2 separate regions of the Oryctolagus cuniculus genome follow, and region 2 is linked to region 1. Evidence: chromatin contacts called from public Micro-C data. All regions are on one chromosome and are shown on one strand. The core of a region is the stretch at or near the end of the contact, and the rest is flanking DNA. Distances in the headings are between cores, read along the strand shown.

Region 1 (6,582 bases), core at 2,159-4,658:
TAACAATGCACAACTACTTGGAAGACCTCCAAGCATCATATATACCACTTCAAATCCCCATGACTTTGCATAAGTCCTGTCCTCTTTTTGCCTTTACTCCACCCTTTTTGCCCCCTTTCTCTCCCAACCACATTTCAAGATATTGCCAAGTAGCACCTTCTGCATGATCTGCTACCCACATCCAACTCCTAACCTGGTTAGATCCCTTCCTCTGATCTCTTACAATGTACACCACCATATGTCTTCCTTTATTATATCAACTGCTACACTGTATTTCATTCTGTTTACCAGCCTGTCTTCTCCACTAAAATTTTCAAGCACCGAATTTTGTTTTGTCTTTCTATCCCCAGCTTTTGGCCCAAGGATGACATTCAATAAATATTTGTTGAAATAAATGCTGGATTTATAAAGTTGTAGAAAACTGATATTGAAATTATCTGAGGTTGAGATTAGCACATAGGCAACGCCAAGTCAGTGAAATATAAACAGGTATTTGAAGTGTCCTTGGCATGTGATTTCTATTTACCCTGGCATCTGCTCTGTGTAGCACTGTACATATATTCAATACAACAACTACTTAGGCTGTTTTCAGTTCATTCTGAAACCAAATTACTACAGTACAAGTTTCTAAGGCTAAGATTTCTGCCTCTCAATAAAATTATACTATCCGGTATGTTATTACTGGGATACAGCCACTTTTGACACTTGTAGTTAAAAAGATAAACGATGCTTTAATTTTTTTTCCCTTTTTAGTATTTAGCCTCAGTGGGACAAACAGCAATAACAAGTGATATAATTTTTTTTTGTTATTTTAAAGGATACTGGAATTCTAGGTGCATTATCAGTGTCTATTTTTTAATTGTTTTTAAAGATTTATTTATTTATTTGAAAGAATTACACAGAGATAGGAGAGGCAGAGAGAGAGAGAGAGAGGTCTTCCATCTGCTGGTTCATTCCCCAGATGGCAGCAACAGCCAGAGCTGCGCCGATCCAAAGCCAGGAGCCAGGAACTTCTTCCAGGTCTCCCATGCGGGTACAGGGGCCCAAGGACTTGGGCCATCTTCTACTGCTTTCCCAGGCCATAGCAGAGAGCTGGATCACAAGTGGAGCAGCCAGGACTCGAACCGGCACCCATATGGGATGCCAGCACTGCAAGCAGCGGCTTTACCCACTAGGCCACAGCGCCGGCCCCTTTCAGTGTCTTATAATTTCAAATTTTTAAAAGGAGTACAAATAAAATTATTTTGTTTTCAAAACCTCTTAAAACTACCTGTGAAAATCAACAGTTAGGGAGCAGGTGATCAGCCTAGCAATTAAGATGCCTGCATCCCACCTCTAAGTGCCTGGATTCAATGCTCCACTGCAGCCTCCTGCTGATGTAGACCACGGGAAGCAGCAGTGATGACTCCAGTAAGTTGGGTTTCTACCACCCAGGTGGGAGACATGGGTTGAATCTCCAGTTCCTGGCTCAGGCCTGGTCCAATCCAGTACTGGTCATTGCAGGCCTTTAGGGAGCAGATAGGAGCAGGTTCTCATGTTCTCTCTCTCTCTCCTTCCCTCGTTCTCAAATAAATAAATTTTTTTTTTTTTTACAGGCAGAGTGGACAGTGAAAGAGAGAGACAGAGAGAAAGGTCTTCCTTTTCTGTTGGTTCACACCCCAATGGCCGCTCGGCCAGCGCACTGCACTGGATCCGAAGCCAGGAGCCAGGTGCTTCTCCTGGTCTCCCATGTGGGTGTGCAGGGCCCAAGGACTTGGGCCATCCTCCACTGCCGTCTGGGCCACAGCAGAGAGCTGGACTGGAAGAGGAGCAACCGGGACAGGATCCGGCACCATGACAGGGACTAGAATCTGGTGTGCCAGCGCCGCAGGCAGAGGATTAGCCTAGTGAGCCACTGCGCCGGTCCAAATAAATAAAAATTTAAAAACACAACACTTAAAAACTGCTATTTTTATTTTTATTATGGCAAATAAGAATGTGATTAAAAAATCAGTGGCCAAACAAAATTTCATCTTTACCAGATTCATAGAATCTTGGGTTTGAAAGAAATCTGAAAAGGACATCCAAGATAACTAATCATTTGATAGTTGCAACCCCTCTAACAACTTAAGTCAATGTCAGATCCATTCAAAACCTGCTGGTGCCCGAGAAACCCATTACCTTCTGAGTAAGAAGAATACATTCTGTTAGGAAGCAAACCTTCCTTCACAGAAATCGGTTCCCCTATGTCTTGTACTCGGCGACTCTAACTCTAGTCCACCGAACCTTACAAAACAAGTCTAATCTCTCTAACGTAATACAAATGTTCAAATGACTGACAGATATCACAGCTCTCAAAGTCTTGCGCAGCTGAACAACCACAATAATGGCTGTGTGTGTACTCACCCCTAAGACACGGTTTCTGGTTCCTTTTCTATGAATGGGCACCAACCAGTCTCCAAGAACTGATTATAGAACTCTAAGCATGAGCTGATTAGAAACTTAGCCCGCACACCACCGCGAATATTATGCCACGTCTGTAAGCCTCACTGGGCAGAAGCGCACCCCTCTCCATTTGGGAGACAACCGAGATTTGGAGAATTCAACAAGGGAAACAGACGTTTTGCTGAATGGTCACATGCTCTCCGTTGCTCATCGATCTCGGGTGAATCATTTCTCATCTCCTAGGCTGGCTGCACACGGACCAAATGCTAACTAGCAATATGAAGGAACCTAGAGGTAAAATGACGCGTCCCCTCCCGAGCCACCAGAACAGCTGTTGAAAAAGCCCACCCCAAAAGTACACGTGCCCGGGGCAGGGACGAGCAGGGTAGGGTGAAAGACAGAACACAGGATTAAAGTCTTAACGTTTTTCGGCGTGCGCCTGGGCTCAGGGAGAGGGGAATCTCAGACTGCATTTTCAGGTCTGCGAGGGAAAACACCGGCGGGGTGAAAGCAACTGCTCCCGCACAACCAGCGCTAAACACGGCCGACAGGAGTGGAGACCACCTCCCGGCCAAGGGCCGGTGTGAGGGAGGCGAGGAAGGACGTCGGCGCGAGCTCTGGTAATTACCTTCACATTTCTGCTCCACGAAGTCCAAGATGGGGATGGACCAGTCCGGGCCTCGGAGGAACCCCGCGATGCTCTCCACCACCCATTCCACCTCGTCGTCTTTTTCCGCAGACATACCGCCCTTCTGGGCGACGCGGATCCCTAGGCCAGGCCGCTGGAGCCTGCTGGGGCCTCCTGGCTACAGGGAGCAGCGAGGAGCGGAAGAGCTGGCCCCGCGGTCGCCCAGATACCTGGATCTAAGCTACAAACCAGTTAACGTAAAACGGTCGCTATGGCAACGTGCGTAGCCGCCCCAGGCTGCGGCCCGGAAGTGAAGCTGGCTTCCCTGGAGTCTGCGCTTCTCAAAGGAGGCGGGGGGGGGGGGGGAACGGGGGCGGGGAGAGCGTTAGAAGAACGTTTCCGATTGGTTGGAAAACAACAGCAGCGTATCAGAAGATACCTCTCCACCCATTGGTTCGGAGTTGCTAAGGCCGAGAGTAGAAGTATAGGCAGCTTTTGGCTGGAGACCCTGGTAGGAATCTGTGTGTTCCCTCCTGGGAAGTCCCTGGGAGCCAAGCCTTAGAAATGGCGGAGTGAGGGACCACAGAGTCGACAGAAGGCCTCAAAGACTTCATTTCGTCGTTGTATCCCAGCCCCTCAGTCCCAAACACTGAGAATCGCTGACCCAGAAGCCTTTGTAATTGAAGGGTTGTCTGAAAATACAAAGCTGACCAAAGCTCTGTAAGACTTGCTGTTAGGCTCTGCGGCCAATTTGCTTCCTGTAGCTCCAGACAGGTCTTTAAAAGTTCAAGCACAAATGGACATAACTACAATTAGCTTTTCAAGGGTAAAATCGAAGTTAATATTCATCTTACATCAAATAATTCCAACTCAGTTTCCAGGTTGTGATCTATTGTGGAATGAGTCTTCAAAGGTCATCATCAAGGTTCTCGGAGTCCTGGGATATCTTCATACAACATGGTTCCGTGAATGGAGTCCTTATAGGCTTATGTACAAGTATGAAACCTTTTTCACTTAGTATGTTTTCATCTTTTCAAATAAGAAAAAGTGCTTCCCTTATAGATGCGAAGTATTCTATAAACCACTCTTTAGTCTATTTTTATTTCAAAATGTTTGTATGCACATATATCTTACTTGGATGCATAAATATGATCATTAGTGTGCAATTTTTTTCTTGTTTTGCCTGTATGGTTTGGGAGTGCTATTAAGTATTCAACCATTGTTTGCTTCTGCAGACTGCTGAAATAAACATGCATGTGTTCTAGTCCCAGTCAGGGTGCCAGATCCTGTCCCGGTTGCTCCTCTTCCAGTCCAGCTCTCTGCTGGGCTTTTTAAAGTATTTTTTTTTTTTTTTTTTTTTGAAAGGCAGAGTTAGAGAGAGAGAGATCTTCCATCTACTGATTTAATCCCCAAATGGTTCCAATGGCTGGGGCTGAGCCAAGTTGAAGTCAGGAGCCTGAAATTCCATCTGGGTCTCCCATCTGAAGGCAGGGGCCCAAGTACTTGGACCGTCATCTGCTGCTTTCCCAGGCACATTAGCAGGGAGCTGGATTGGAAGTGGAGCAGCCAGGACTCCCCTAATCAGTGCTCATATGGGAAGAAGGCATTGCAAGAAATGTCTTAATCCACTGAGCCACATTGCCAGCCCCACGAACTGCTGGGTTTATTTGTTATTCCACCGGAAAGATTTTAATACAATTGCTAAATGAAAGAATGTATACCTTGATTTATTTGACCATCGTTAACTACTAGATTTGATTATTCCTACATAGCTTTCAAATGATTCTGTCAGCAAAATCCACTAGAAAAGAATTTAGGATAAAGAGACTTCAGAAAACAGTCTAGGGCTAGCACTGCCAAAGTCTTAAATGCCAGCATCCCATATAAGTGCCACTTGGAGTCCCAGCTGCTCCACTTCCAATGCAGCCCCCTGCTAATATATTTGGGAAAGCAGCAGAGGATGGCTAAAGTCCTTGGGCCCCTGCACCCATGTGGGAGACCTGGAAGAAGCTTCTGGCTCCTGGTTTCCATTCCCAGCCATTGTGGCCATTTGGGAAATGAAGCAGCAGATGGACTCTCTCTCTCTCTCTCCCTCCCTCCCTCCCTTTGTCTCTCTCTGTAATTCTGACTTACAAAAAAGTCTGCAACCAAGGGAAGAGAAGGAGCCTTTAGGCTCAGAATGATCAAAAGGTTATATATAAGGTTCCTGCTCAGGTTCCTATCCAGGCCTACTATACAGATGAGGGATGCTAGCTTCAGAGATAGCACTGTAACCTGATGGCTTCATACTCAAAAGTGACCTCAGTTCATGGTCAGGCCTGGATGGCAAAAATGGGACTTTTGGGGGCTGTCCATCTCAGCAGTTGAATCAGGAACGTGCCTAGGCACAGACCACAAACACAGAGCATAACAGAGTAAATGTGTAACGGCAAGCCAGCAAATAGCAGCTGAACTCTGTTTTGAGCTTTAGGCCCATTTCCCACTTAAGGTCCGTCTTGAAAGTTCAACTTTCCCTGTCTTCCAATTCCAAACAGTTTACTGCATGATATTTTTGTTTTGGAGTTTATGTCTTTTTTCTGATTTAACTTTTTAATTAAGAATGCACATCATCTCTGATCCCATACATGAGAACTTGGAGTGAATTCCTCCTGTACTCAGAAATGTTATAACTTTATTGGTAGCTGCCATGTGTGACTTGCCCTAACTCCTGGACTGCAAAATTGTCAGATAACTGGGTCCAGGTTCTGTCCAATGTAAGAATTTGAGGATAAGACATAGGTAAAGATCAAGAGAAACAAGATGATTTGCATGCAAAGCAAAGGTACACACTCAAGAGGGAGAGTGGGCACACTGGAATAAGCTGCACTCAGTGAGGTTTGGGTCCACCCCGGAAGTGATCTGGAGGCATAGAGGGTGGTGTCTGGGGCATGGTTAAATTGAATATTTAAAGGGGGCAGATTTGGGGGCAGACCTTGAGGTTTTACCCATTTACTTGCTCTTTTTGGAAAGCTCAGAAGTGTGATGATATCAGGTCCATAATAGGAGTAGAAGTGTCAGCCATGGTAATTTTATTATAAAGACATTACAAGCAGCTAAAGGTTGTTGCTGGAATGAAGTCTCCAGCTGCAACCATGTTGGTTATTTTGGGCCGCAGCTGGTTCAAACCAGCAGTTTCAAGGACCCCTCAATTTTCTGCTGCTTAGAAATGGGAAGTGGTTGGCTGGTGCCAGTGGGGCTACAGCACAAGCTGGACTGCAGCTAGGGGCTGGTGATGTCAGCTCTGCTTGCTAGCTGCCTCCTTGCCTTCATTAAAAATACATGTAAACTCGGGGCCAGTGCTGTGGCTCACTTGGTTAATCATCTGCCTGCGGTGCTGGCATCCCATATGGGCACCGGTTCTAGTCCCGGTTACTCGTCTTCCAGTCCAGCTCTCTGCTGTGGCCTGGGAGGGCAGTGGAGGATGGCCCAAGTGCTTGGGCCCCTGCACCCCCACAGAAGACCGGGAAGAAGCACCTGCAAACATATGCTAT
Region 2 (6,109 bases), core at 1,447-3,946, 280 kb after region 1:
TAAGCACCACAGAGGCACTGCCAAACACTGGGACCATCATTTCAAAGTTCAAAAACCAGTAGCTAAAGCACTGCAGTAAAATTCACAGGCAAGTATGTTAACATCTTTTATTAACTCCTCATATACAGTTACTTGTCTTCTGGTTTGTTGAAGCAGTAAGTCAGACAGCATTTGCCACAGTAATGTCTGTCGAAGTGGCTGGCCATGAACACGCCAGCACCACATTCATCTGAAGGGCACTCGCGACGCAGCCGACTGATCTTGCCGTTCTCATCCACCTGAAAGCACAAACCTGCTGTTAAGAGAACTTCCCCAGCACATCCTAAAGTCTACGTGACTGAGAACACTGAGCCTCTTCTAATACACAATGCAGGCAGCTTAGTGCTTATAAACCCACATCCAGAAGTCTCGGGACCTCTTCCATTGAAGTCAGTGTCCAGCTGTGCACAAGCGCTTACGCTAAGTCCAGAACTGACATACAACAGACTCAGAACCTTCATTTGGAGCAGGCAGCTAGAGCTGAGCTGCATTACAGAAGCTCATTCAAATACCAAAGGGGGAGAGAAAACTATTTTTAAACTGTCATTTTTGGAATACTCCACTCAAGCAAAAGTGGTTATACTGGATATTCAAATCTGCTCACTCCATAAGAAAATACCGATATATTACAAAGAAAATTGTTTCCAACAAACCCTGACTTCACTGAAAGTCTCCCCATCACTTTCAAGTGGCTCACCTTATAGTACTTCAGGACAGCCAGCTTAACCTTCTTTCTCTTATGCTTATTCTTCTTGGGAGTGGTGTAAGACTTCTTCTTCCTTTTCTTGGCACCCCCACGAAGTCTCAACACAAGGTGAAGAGTAGACTCCTGTGTGTAACAGAACCAAACAGCTTCCATAGTGCAATGAGAATGGACAACCAGCGTCACACACCTTCTAGTTAAGTGCAGACAGCACACAATACCACCTGAGAGGGATCCCCCACTCCCGAGTATGTGGTTCTTGGTTAGTTTTCAGAAATTAAAAGTATTAAATCATACCATGGGGTGTCAAACCGACTACAAGAAACTACACCAGTGCTCCTGTGACACCTCAGAATCTGATCTGTTTTCCCCACCTTTACATAGCAAATTTCCAAAACAGGGTTTTTTTGTTTTTTGTTTGTTTTTTTTTTGTTTGTTTGTTTTTAAATGGGCTACTCCTTTCCCCAAACGTTACCTTTTGAATGTTGTAGTCAGATAAAGTCCGTCCATCTTCCAGTTGCTTGCCAGCAAAAATCAGTCTTTGCTGATCAGGAGGAATTCCTAATGAAGTTCACAAAACAAAACAAAAAACACAAAAAAACCAAGATGGTAGAACAGTGTCATTTGCCCAGGTTTACAAGTAATCCTGAACTAAATAAATGGTACCAACAGCTGACCCCAACCACTATTGCAGGTCAGGCACAATTTTAAGTGTTTACATATTTCCATCACATTATTTGTTAATTTTGTAAATTTCCTTTTACACACAGCACAGGTAACAGGTCTAGAGAACTAAGTAACTTGACAAAATTCACTCATGTGGAATCACTGCAAAGATTCCAGTCATGCAGCTCGGCTCCGTGCTCACAAGCTTGTGTCTACTATGTCATTTCACAATAAACCGAGGGCACTGTTACTTAAAAAGTTTTTTAGCCGGGTTACCTGATCTCATCCCACCCCACCAGGAGCCATCAGTGTGTCTGGCTCCTACACCCAGGTTAGTTTTCCTGAGCTATCAAATACTACTTGCCTTCCTTATCCTGGATTTTGGCTTTTACATTTTCTATTGTATCCGAGGGTTCAACCTAAAAGTTGTGAAATGCAAGCATGTTGGTTACACAAAGAAAAAAACCACTGGAATAAAAACGCATTTAGTTCCATTTGACTGTTAGCACTGAGCCAGGCTGGGTGGGCAACCTTTCCAAACTACGACCGGGAAGCAGAGCCGGCTCCTTGCCCCAGCCGAGACCGGGCGGCGGCCCCCGGCCCCACGTGCTCACGCCGGCCAGCGAGGAGCGCCTCATTGCCACCGCCGGGCCTCTGCTGCGGCTGGCCGGCCGGGACCACCGAGGGCAAGTCCCGACACTAACGAAAGTCAGGCCCCGGGCCCTTGCTCGGCAAAACCACCCGCATTCGGAGCACGGCTTCAGAACCGCAATTCCCAGGCATTCTCGAAAAGCTGGAACACAGCGCCCGTCCCGCAATACCACCCCAAGTCCTCATTCAGGCCCGGGCTTTCTCTCGCACCACCCGATCGTACCTCGAGCGTGATGGTCTTCCCCGTAAGGGTTTTCACGAAGATCTGCATCCTGGTGGCGGGCCCACCTGCGCTGAAGGAAAAGAAGAACCCGATTAGACCTGGGACACAGGAGCACGACAGCGCCCAGGCCCCTGGCCTGAGAGCGGCACCAGAGCACACACTCACCGCAGATGGCGGATCGAAAAGGAAGAGCGCCGCCGGCCCACGGGGTTTCCCGGCACCCCCGCCGAAGGCCCCGCCTCTTAGGCGGCCACACCAGATGCCTGAGCCCTGATACAGCGGGTGCCTAGCCATTTGCCGTATTGCATCGTGACTCTCACGTCTTCCTAGCCTGCGCTTATTTCTGACAGTCACCTTCAGAATGCTCTCAAGACGGTGTATTTAAAATTTTAAAATGGTTTTAAAAGGCTTTTCCCATACAGTCAACGTGGCTGGGAGGGTCTTTAACAGGAGGCGGGCTCGGGGGAGAGGCCCCACTGGAGAGGCAGAAGGAAACGGAGGTGCATTCTGGGAATTGTAGTTTTCTGATGCTCTCCTCTAGCTAGGACTGCTTGTCCCAAGATGCAGTTCCACACCCTGGGTTCCTTAGTTACTATGTGCAAGTACTGGATATGGTGTTTGGAGAAAGGGCTTCAGGTGAGGACGCGAGAAGGCATGAGGCAGAGTAATGGTTAGGGCGGGGTGGGAACGAGCCGGAAATGACTAGGAGGGAAACCTTAAGGGGCAGGACAGGAACGCCGGGCGGGAAAGCGTCCTTCACCCACTCACAGAGGCAGCTGTCTGCCAGCCGATCCCTGGGCTTCCAGGGGAGGAAATCCTTGGGGCCGAGTCCAGGCAAACGGGAAAATAGGAAGTCCTAAAAATCTCTGCCGTCAGCCCTTACGTTTCTTAGCCTCAGGAAGATTCTGGCTTTTGCACCACTCTGAAACGGTTTAATCTGCTGAGAATCTCTGTAGTTTTCAAAAGGTGTTTTTTTCTTGGGCCCTCCCTCCTCCGCTGCTTCCCCAAGCCCATTAGTAGGGAGCTGGATGGAAGTGGAGCAGCCGGGACTGGAACCGGAGCGCAAATGGGATGCACCAGTCGCAGGCAGTGGCCTACCCCTCCTGCGCTTCAACGCCGGCCCCTGCGGTTTTCAGCTGTTAACACGAAGACACTGCAAAGAAGCCTGCAGAGTGGTTATTTGGTTACAGAATTTCTAAGTTTGGACGTTGAGTGAATTGGTGAAGGCCCTGAGAGGATGCCCGAATAGGTTCTGAGCCCGAATGGGGTGCTCTAGGGGCCAGGCAGGCCAAGTGGGAGCCGCTGGGTCCTCCCGGCCTTTTCTCCACTGCGCAAACCAGAGACTTTGCTAGTGTGCTTAGTGTCTTCTATGCGAGGAGCTGTACTTGGTTAGTAAGAGAAGAGCTCCTTTCTTCCTCAAACACACGTTGTTTGGATCAATATCTGATTTAATTTTGTTAAAGCTTTGTACTAATTTATGTTCTTTTTTCCCCCCTTTCAGGCTTATCACAGTTTTACTTTATTGCAAAAGCAGGTCACGACTTAAAGTTTCTCTGGTGAACAAGTGTGCGGATTGTGACTTATGTCAGTCCAAGAAATAAATAAACATGCAGTTCTCCCTCCTATCATTAGTAGCAGTGACAAGGAATTTTTGGAAAATATGCAAAGATACATAATTACAGAAACGGAAAGAGTGGGCTGTAATGAGGAAGGACCTGCTGATGAGTATTACATCATATACCGCAATGTTTTTGATAAGGTATCATAATCCTTTTAAGACGAGGAAGTGTTCCTGAGGGTGGAAATTAACTGTCTTGGCAACCAGCACTCCTGCCTGGCTTGCACCCCTGCGTGTCTGACCGGACTCCACTCTCAGTCTTGAGTTCATCCAATTTTTCAGGAAGGGGTGATGGGGAAAATGCAATTGTGGGTTTATATGGGTATTACCCAACTGTTAATCATTGTTTCAGTTAGTTTAAGAGCAGGCAATAACTTTTTGGTCAACAACCTGACTGTGATAGTCATTTTAACCCTAACTTCTGAAAATATCTATTTCATTAGCAACTGGGCCTTAAGTAATCACCCAATGTGTTCCTTATTTTAAATTTGTGGTATCATTAAAGTATTGGTTTAAATTTAATCTAACATATTAAACTGAGACCTCTTCTACTTAGAGATCAAGATAGACATGGTAAACTAGAGGTTTGACTGGACTTACCATGAGAAATATGGCGCTCAAATTAGGAAATGTTATGTCTTTTTTATAACATTTTATTCTGCTCCTTATGGTTTAGAAATGTCTTTTCTTCCCCTATAAACAATTTCAGTTTGCTCATTGACCTAATTGTTTGAACTGTCTTTTTTTCACCCTCCCTTGGAAGATGCTCTGACAGTTAAAACATAGTGAAATCAACAACTTTCCTCCTTGCCTAGAGGAAGCACTTACCTTAAGATTTCAATAAACTACTGGTCTCTGAGTAAAACAGCCACAGGCAAAACAGGAACTCAGTCTTTTACTTAATTTGTAAACATTAGATGCAATGAATCTCCTTTCTTCTCTAAAAATCTCAGTACTTCACTCTCAGGAAAAGTGAGCACAAAGTAGTGATAAGTGCCTACCAGTAGAATGAAGAAAATTGGTACAGATCAGTAAGAATATAAAATAGAGAGACCAAAGTTTTCCTTCCTTTTAAGTTATCCAGAAAATTTATCTTACAATCAATACATTGCACAGTTAACTTCATTTTGCATGTTGTTATGACAAATCATATTGCATTAGGTATGTTTACATAAAGGTAGTGTCTTGAATAGATTTCATAATTCTTTTTTTTATTTGTTTTTTTGACAGGCAGAGTGGACAGTGAGAGAGAGAGACTGAGAGAAAGGTCTTCCTTTGCCGTTGGTTCACCCTCCAATGGCCGCCACGGCCGGCGCACCACGCTGATCCGAAGGCAGGAGCCAGGTGCTTATCCTGGTCTCCCATGGGGTTCAGGGCCCAAGCACTTGGGCCATCCTCCACTGCACTCCCAGGCCACAGCAGAGAGCTGGCCTGGAAGAGGGGCAACCGGGAAAGAATCCGGCGCCCCAATCGATACTAGAACCCGGTGTGCCGGCACCGCAAGGCGGAGGATTAGCCTAGTGAGCCGCAGTGCCGGCCATAATTCTTGAGTCACACCAAGACTCTTAGCTGTGTGAAATCAGTAAAAGAAGGTCCTAACCGTGCCATGCTTATCTTGGCATCTCCAAAGGCTAACTCTTGTCGGAATTTTTCTTACATGAACAGCTGTCTGCTTTACATTAGTATAGTTATGGTGAAGTTGTTTTGGTGATGTTGGTAAATTTAATTCTTAGGGAAAACACACGGAGTTAAATGAAAACTATCTCATCTATAGTCTGTGTTCCTTTTCTCTCCACCCTCCACACTATCCATCTAGGCTAAGTGTATGTTGTAAAAGTGTACATTGTAAAGAATCCTATCTTTAAGGACAGGGAAGAGTCTATATTTACTTTTTTATTCTTCGAATATTTATTTAGTTGAAAAACAGAGTTAGAACGAGAAAGGGGCAGAGAGAGAGAGATTTTCCATCTGCTGGTTCACTCCCAAAATGGCTGTAACAGCCAAGACTGGGCCAGGCTGAAGTCAGGAGCCAGGAGCTTCTTCTGGTCTCCCATGTGGGTTCAGGAACCCAAGGATTTGGGCCATCTTCCAGTGCTTTCCCAGGCCATCAGCAGGGAGCAGTATCGGTAATGGAGCAGCTGGGACTTGAGCTGGTGTCCAGGATGCTGGCACTGCAGGTGGCAGGTTAACCCACTGCACCACAGTGCTG

What was found. A called contact is a pair of places that touch in the nucleus more often than the background predicts.
Region 2: a Micro-C map of ear pinna shows a contact between it and region 1, with 5 times the contacts expected there. The contact joins the promoter of RPS27A here to the promoter of CFAP36 in region 1. A contact is called at or near these places in 2 of 6 Hi-C or Micro-C datasets (ear pinna and an unstated tissue).

Annotation. Positions count from the first base shown.
Region 1 is chr2:147,079,108-147,085,689 of mOryCun1.1, forward strand. CFAP36 (cilia and flagella associated protein 36) reads right to left here and starts at 3,409. Exons shown (of 10, transcript XM_002709861.4): 1 at 3,053-3,409. The coding sequence starts at 3,167.
Region 2 is chr2:147,359,974-147,366,082 of mOryCun1.1, forward strand. It overlaps RPS27A (ribosomal protein S27a), which reads right to left and starts at 2,697. Exons shown (of 6, transcript XM_051842885.2): 1 at 2,448-2,697; 2 at 2,283-2,347; 3 at 1,773-1,827; 4 at 1,218-1,303; 5 at 737-868; 6 at 94-278. The coding sequence starts at 2,330. The coding sequence ends at 129. CLHC1 (clathrin heavy chain linker domain containing 1) reads left to right here and starts at 2,790. Exons shown (of 12, transcript XM_051842880.2): 1 at 2,790-2,918; 2 at 3,784-4,041. The coding sequence starts at 3,865.